2 separate regions of the Mus musculus genome follow, and region 1 is linked to region 2. Evidence: chromatin contacts called from public Hi-C data. All regions are on one chromosome and are shown on one strand. Each heading gives the region's core, a stretch centred on a gene start, on an enhancer-like site or on the middle of the called end of the contact. The rest is flanking DNA. Distances are from core to core; before and after follow the strand shown. Region 1 overlaps Zyg11b (zyg-ll family member B, cell cycle regulator). Region 2 has its middle 12 kb from the start of Scp2.

Region 1 (3,874 bases), core at 1,128-3,627, 100 kb after region 2:
CAAATGAGCCTCCTGCTTCAGTCGCCCCTGTATCTGGGAATGTAGGGGTGTAGCCCAAGATGGTGTAGAAGTCAGGGCCTCCCTGGCCCACTACTGGCACATTAGGGTCACAAGCATAAGCTACTAAACTGCTGGCATATTTTTACTTGTCACTGATCTGTCAGCTAGGCTGTGTCCTAAAGAGGCACCCTGTCAGCACAGTAGTAAGAAACTGCATTCAGTTTTGCATAATTAATTTTTTTAAAAAGTAGATCAGTGGAAAGGCGGGAGAAAGTTCTTTTTCTTAGGCTATTAGTCATCAGTGTCTTGGGTTAAGTCTTGGAAACAAACAACTGCATTTGCCATAGTGTGCCACATCATGCAAAGTCCATGAGATCCTAGGGAACACACGCCGTGATGAGCCTAAAAACCAATGCAAACTTCTCTACCATACTCTTATTCCTATCACTGGTGGGGTTTGCATCATTACTAAAATGAAAACTTTTGAGTAAACACTGAAAATTAAAACTGTGTCAACACATAGCAAATGACAAGGACTAAACATCCAATATCCATGAGATAAACGAGGTCATCTGAAGTCACTACACAGGGTTTATGAAGGAAAACAGTTTGCAAACCTCTTGGGAAGCAGTCTCAGAGCAGATCTGACCCAAACACTCTCTCAACATAAGTATGTAGGTAGAACTGGAGGAGCCCACATCAGCTAAGAGAAGGCACTTAATCTATGCCTTTAGCTTATTAACACTGTTTAAAACCCAATTAAAGTCCCACAGTAACCAACTGATAAAAATGTGCCATTGGAGAGGAGACAGATTGCAGGTTACCATTACAAAATGGCTCATTTCTGTCCCCTCTTCTCCTATTTTCAACTTTGAATATGGTTATATATTGTTCTGAGCTTGGGGGAGGAGGAGGATGCATTTTGAAACATGGAGCAAACCTGGCTTAGTGCATTCCCATAATCTCAGCACTCAGAGGTCTAAGGCCAGCATGGAATATATATCAAGATCCTATCTCAAAAAAGGCAAAAAGTATCTGGGGATAGTGGCCATGACTGTGATCCCAGCATGGCCTGGGGAGGCAGGCAGAGTAGCAAGTCATCCTCAGATACACAGTGAGCTTGAGACCAGCTTGGGCTACAAAAGAGCCTGTCTCACAGAACAAAGTCAAACAACCAAAAACTGAGCCAAATTTACTGTTCCTTAATTTATCCCAATTTGGCACATTAAATGTTTTCATCAGCACGTACCAAGGGGGGAACCTATGGTCAAAGAGCATCAAAGACAAACCAGTATTATCCTAACACACCTGTAATTTCAAACCACCACAACGAAGGGACTAAAAAGCTAAGCAAGGGGTGTGCTGAGGGACGTAGGCAGGATGGTTGAGAGTTTTAAGCTAGCTCTGATTCCATGAGACAAAGGAAAAAAGTCAAAAATTGACCAGAGACCAGCCTAAAAGGACTCATTAGTAAGAGAACTTTATTAAATGGATTTTTATGATTGGTGTTGTTTTGTTTTGGAGACAAGGTCTCTCTATATAGCCCTGGCTTCCTAGAGCTATGTAGACCAGACCTTGAACTCACAGAGATATATAGCTGCCTCTGCCTCCCAAGTGCTGGAATTAAAGGTGTGTGCCACCACCGCCCAGCCCCTATTCTTGATTTATGGTTTTATTGATAACTTAAAAAAGAAAACATTAAATATCATCTTTTCCTTTTCTGATAGTAGGAGTTGAAATCGGTGTGCTTCCCTCCAGTACTGAGCTGAGTTGCACTCTCAACCCAGAAGGAAAACAAACTTCAGAGTACAGAGACCATGGCAAAAACATATTCAGTACACAAAACCCAGATGCTTTGATATCTATATTTTGCTTTATTCGACTCCAGTCTTACAAAGTCTCATAATTCTGTTTCCTCTCTGGCAGGAACTGAACCTGGGTCCTTGTGCATGTGTTTCTTCCAGCAGATCCAAGTCTTGCTACTCCTGACCCTATGGCTGGTGTCTGAGCATACTGATGAGTTAGTTCAACAAGGCCATTCAGGTCAGTCTAAACTATGCCTGAAAGCACACCACTAGGCCAGTGGCTTTGGAAGTACCAACCAATTACAAATGGGAGGCCTGTAGAAGCTGGCTGGACATTCGTAATTTATAAATACACATATGTATTTACTACATTTTAGCTTTAATCCCAGCACTCTGGAAGCTCTGAGTTTGAGGCCAGCCTAGTTTACAGAGGGAGTTCTAGGACAGCCAGGACTACACAGAAAAACCCTGTCTGGAAAAACAAAAACAAACAAAACAAAGCAAGAGCTATCCCTTAGCCAGACATGGTAGCACATGTGTGGAATCCTACCACTCACTCAGGAATGTCAACTGAATGAGATCAATATAGACTACAGCCTTGGGTCTACACATGGTGAGACTCAAAAACAAAAATAAAACACGGGCACTAATAGCTTGATTTACTTGGGATACAATCTGTCACTTTGAGTTTGTGGGCTTTTGTTTTTAAGTTTTGTTTGTTTGTTTGTTTTGGGGCAATCTAGCCCTGACTGGCCTGGAGAATATAAATTGAATTGGTTTTGAGCCTTCATGTATCAGGTTATTCTCAATCACTCTGTAGACCTTTTGACCATTTCTGTCTGGTTCTGCTTCTCCAGATAGGATATCAGGTAACCAAACGTTGGTTCTGAATTTGCTACGCAGCTGCTAATACTGGGATTACAGGTGAACTCTACCACACCTGACTTATTTTTCTGAAACTTTGTAAAAGGTTAGCAATAGCCTATAGCACATGTACTTTGGTCATGACACTTGGAGCCAAAGTTCTCAACTATTTCACAAGTGTACTTTGTAAGCTTGGCAAATCAACACCACAAGCTTGCTAGTTATTGTAGACTACATCATATTATCAGAACTTTGTCTTAGACGTTAAAATTGAGGGGGAAATGTCAACAAAAAGCAAAAACTACTCCTTTGAAAGAATTTTCTTTTTTCCAAATGTGTTTAACTATGAAAAAGACATCTTTTGAGATGGAGGCTGCTGAGACAAGCATCACTAGGTAGCCCAGGCTAGTCTCAGAATGGCAATCTTGTCTCCAGTGGTGAATCTGAGCAACCATCTTGGGTAAAAATGTATCGTATAGCTCTTAAAATTCCTTGAACCAATGAAGTAAGAAATAAACCATAGTTTTATATGGCTTTTTGATAATTCTATGTGTCTGTTTTCTTTCAGTTTGATTCAGTATTTGTCCTTATAAAGGAAGCCTGAAACATTCAAGTCCAAGGAGTGTGACAGTAGTATGAAACATGAGTCAGACATGGTAAAAGCATACTAGCAATAAGCTTGCTGGTCACTCTTTATAGTCCAGGCTGGTTCAGAACTCATATTCCTCTCACCTTTGTCTTCTATGCACTAGGGTACAGGTGCACACTCAGATGCACAGCTTAATCTAGCTCCTTTCTAAACTGAAACATTCCTGACTTACTTTAAAACTACGGAAAACATTTGAGACATGTATGAATGTGGTCAGAAGAGATTTCAGATTAAACCTATTTACAAAACAAGATGTGAGCATCCTGGTTTGTTTTGAGATGGGCTCTTGCTGTCTAGTCCATGCTGGCCCTGAAAGCCACCTGTTCCTTAGTGTTTTGAATTAAGGGCAAGTGCCACCAAGACCCCCTTAAAATATTTGTTTTGTTTCGTGAGAAAGGGTCTTTCCCATGTAGCCCAGGCTGGCTTGCAACTCTGTGGTCTCCAACTGTAGTTCCTTCTGTCTCATCCTTGCTATTACTGGATTATAAATCTGAATTATTCCCAACTTAAAATTATAGTGGAATTTAAGTTTGTTGCTAACTTGCTGCCTCCCGGG
Region 2 (3,673 bases), core at 557-3,056:
ACAGGCATACATTCAGAAGAATGACTCACACATAGCATTTTTTCTAATTAAGATTTTTATGGACACTGGGCAGGCAGACACCACTCTGATGATGAACTCTGTGATGGAGAGGATGGGGAGATGGAAAAACAGAATGGCGCATGCTCTATGGAGAGAGAAGTGAATGTGTGATGGCGGTGACAGGGGAGAGAGGGGGCTGAGGCTGACCCTCAGGGAGGTGTACAGCAGCCTGGAGCTTATGCAGACTCAGCCCCCAAGCACACTGACCAGTCTTGGATTACCCTGGCTCTGGGCACCTATGGGGGCTGGACTGAGAAAAGGTTCACTTTCTGGATCATCATGGTCTGTGGTGCCACCCATGTTGGTGTTGGTGCTCCATGCTGCTGTCCCAGACCAAGATAAAACTCAAAATCTATGTTGATGTAGGTGAAATAGCAGCTTTTATTCACTTGTATGAAATATCACCTCAGAAGCATACTGCCTCCACCTGCTAACCTAGAAACCTAGACCTAGTCCTGGAAGCTTAGCCTCTGTACAATCTTATCTAGGCCTAGAATGTTTTCAGCTTCTGAGGTTTGTTGCTGAATAAGATCACCCTCTCTTGTTCTTTCTGAACTCTAGCTGGCTGGTTCAACTCAGCTGTTCTGGCTCAAACTCCTCTCCAGGATGATGACTGATTGACTGATTCCATCTGCGCTCGCTCTCTCTCTCTCTCTCTCTCTCTCTCTCTCTCTCTCTCTCTCTTTCTTTCTCTCTCTCTCTCTCTCTCCCTCTCTCTCTCTCCTCTCTCTTTCTCTTTCTCTCTCTCAGCTTCTGAATTGCTCTGCTTGGTCTCTGCTTAGGGTCTCTGTCTTTACTGCTGTGAACAGATACCATGACCAAGGCAACTCTTTTAAGGACAACATTTAATATAGGCTGGCTTATAGGTTCAGAGATTCAGTCCATTTTCATTAAGGCAGGAACATGGCAGCATCTAAGCAGGCATGGTACAGTAGGAGCTGAGACTCCTACATCTTCATCTGAAGGCTGCTAGAATACTGACTTTCAGGCAGCTAGCATGAAGGTCTTAAAGCCCACACCCATAGTGACACACCTGCTCCAACAAGGCCACAGCTCCAAATAGTGCCATTTCCTAGGCCAAGCAGATACAAACCATCACAGCCTCATACTAACATTGGCAATATGTTCTAATCTTCTGGCTCCTTCTCCTTCTCTGTCTTGTTCTGTCTTCACCTCTGTCTAGCTTGTTCTCTCTGCAACTTGTCTCTGTACAACTGTCCCAGTAAAACTCCCTCCCTTTTTCTTTCTGCACTGCATTTTTTCAGTAGCTTCCCTTTCCTCTCTCTTCTCATGAGAGCTGGGCTGATCCTATTCTGTCAAATCTTTCTCTGATTCGTCACTTTGTCTGCCACTCAATTAGACATCACTTTCAAACCTGGGTTCTTCTACAAACTAACTTTACCTTCATTATTTGGGATTAACAGTGTGTACAAAGGGCATGCATATCTGTATTCCAGCCAGAGGGATTAAAGGTGTGCCACAACTAGAAACAGGGTTTTTCAGTAGACACAATGTGATCAAACAGGTTCACAATGTGATCAAACATTCTGCAACACATAAGTGGTCTGTGCTGCTGACTGCTGACATGGTAATGTCCTCGGGCTTTGCTGCCTGGTGTGGGGGAGGGGTGTGTTGATGGAAATGGTGTGAGGTCATGATGACGCCTGAGCTCCATGTAGCATGAGTGGGTCAGTGGTCCAGTTACAACAGCCTGTGCTGATATCTGTGGCCAAGTCACTACCAAAGGTCATGAAGATGTCTGTGGTATGGGATGCCGCCAGAAGCCATGTTGATGCCTAAGGGCTGTGTTGAGCTGGTCCCATCCCTTGCTCCTGGTGACAGAGGTGTCAGCTGACAAACTCAGCTACCACCCAGGCCCAAATCCAGAGCTAGCTTTGAGTTGGCCTATCCTTATATCTATCTTGCCACACCACCTCCAGTAGGATCTGTGTGACAAGTTCCACAGACTGAGGGGATTGACCTCAAAAGGGGGAGGCCTCCTGGAAGAGTTGTGAAACTCTTCGTTGGAGAAAAAATATTGAGCCATAGTTCTTATGGCAATCAATCTGTTTTATTTTCTCTTATTCCTTTTCTTATTTACATGTTCCTGGTAGCCTAGGCCAAGATCTTAAGCGATAATAATGGGTAAGAAACCATCCCTAGAGATGGGGCCGCTAACATGACCTAATCCCCGGGGAAACCAATGCTTTACTTTCTAAATCATTTACAAAACTATTATGAAAGAATTAAAATCGTTTAAATTAATACATTGAAGATTATAAAAAATCAGGCAATAGATATTAAATAATAATTGACCATGGGGCTGGAAAGTTAGTTCAGTGGTTAAGAGCTCTGACCATTAAAAATTTATTAACCTGCTCCTGGAAATATGCCACTAGCCTTGGATGACAGCCCCCATTGAATACATCCTTTTAGAATTGTTATATTTTGATGATTTATAATGATGTTATCTGTTCTGTTTGTGATTCACTGAATGCATAGTTTAAGAGTTGTAATGCTTGGATGATTTTTGTGCTTTACTCTGCCAAATGATTTTTGTTGGTATCTGTGATTGTTTCACTGGCTATAGTGTCTAAGAGATGTAATGTTTGGTTTTTTAATGTATAAAACCCCCTGCTTGAGATCTGCAGAATACACTCAGATTCAAACTGCCTCTGTGTTTGTTTCTGTTTGTCACTGCCAAATCCTTACCCACCTAGCTTCAAGGACCTTCATTCCAGGGACCCCCATACCCGACTGGGGTGGTCCATGGCACTATCTCATATATAATAAGGTGCTGGAGTGCTCAAAATGGCTGGTCCTGTCTAACCATAGCTGAAGGGTCTCTATGGTTTTAGGAAACAGCAGGATATTCAAGAGGAGTCTCATCAAATGTCCAGTGCTGATGGTGTGGCAGAAACCAGAGGCCTTGAACCAAACCAGTGACTCACTGCAATGAACATTTGCAAATAAAGCTGTTTGAGTAAAAGGATATACTGTGTGACAGACTGAAGCTTCCAATGCTAGTACTTCTGTAGAATCCAAAATAAGTTCAAGACCACCTAGCCCCTCCCCCTCTGAAGGGACTTTCAGAAACATAGTGGTCAAAATGACTAAGTCTACAACTGCCAAAACAAAATGAACTGTTCTCAGAAAAATAACCATAACAAGATTAGCAGTTCCCAGAGAAATTCCCCTACCCTGCCCCACACTGAATTCTGACAAAAACAAAAAACAAACAAACAAACAAAAAAAAAACACAAACCACCCTGACCTTGCTAGAACTCCCTGTGATGTTAATAGCTGTGACATTAATAACTGACCCATAAGTTCAAGATCTACTGCTGCTTTGCTGATAAAATCATAATAACCAACCATGGGGGCAGGCAGAGTGAGAGACTAGGCCAAAGGGTTACTTAGTCACCCTATGCAAACCAACCAATGCCTGAAAGGGTTACTTGCTACACCAATGAGAATAAGCCAGCTAGCCCTGTTGCCTAAATCTGCCCCTTACAAGGTATACAAAGTGTATCCTTTGTTTGTTCTGGGTCTCTCCTCTGGCCTGGGTGCTGAGAGGAGGGTCCCCAACACATTGGATCAATAAAAACCTCTT

Evidence for each region. Hi-C and Micro-C count contacts between places; a contact is called where the count stands out from the background.
Region 1: a contact with region 2 is called in a Hi-C map of liver, with 3 times the contacts expected there. The contact joins two enhancer-like sites. A contact is called at or near these places in 6 of 484 Hi-C or Micro-C datasets (the HPC-7 cell line, liver and nephron progenitors), 2 of 115 datasets of contacts at active chromatin or transcription factors (both in embryonic stem cells) and 2 of 9 other capture datasets (adipose tissue and pancreatic islet).

The regions. Positions count from the first base shown.
Region 1 is chr4:108,231,049-108,234,922 of GRCm38.p6, forward strand. It overlaps Zyg11b (zyg-ll family member B, cell cycle regulator), which reads right to left. Exons shown (of 14, transcript NM_001033634.3): 14 at 1-3,874. Among named protein-coding and RNA genes, the nearest start is that of Zyg11a, 15 kb to the left of the region's middle. Within about 2 kb of position 2,378, at least 6 of the 459 cell types and tissues checked have an H3K27ac peak or open chromatin away from gene starts, as enhancers often do. A contact at or near this core is called in liver, where this site is marked.
Region 2 is chr4:108,128,960-108,132,632 of GRCm38.p6, forward strand. It overlaps a transcript of Scp2 not described here. Among named protein-coding and RNA genes, the nearest start is that of Scp2, 12 kb to the left of the region's middle. Within about 2 kb of position 1,807, at least 3 of the 459 cell types and tissues checked have an H3K27ac peak or open chromatin away from gene starts, as enhancers often do. A contact at or near this core is called in liver, where this site is marked.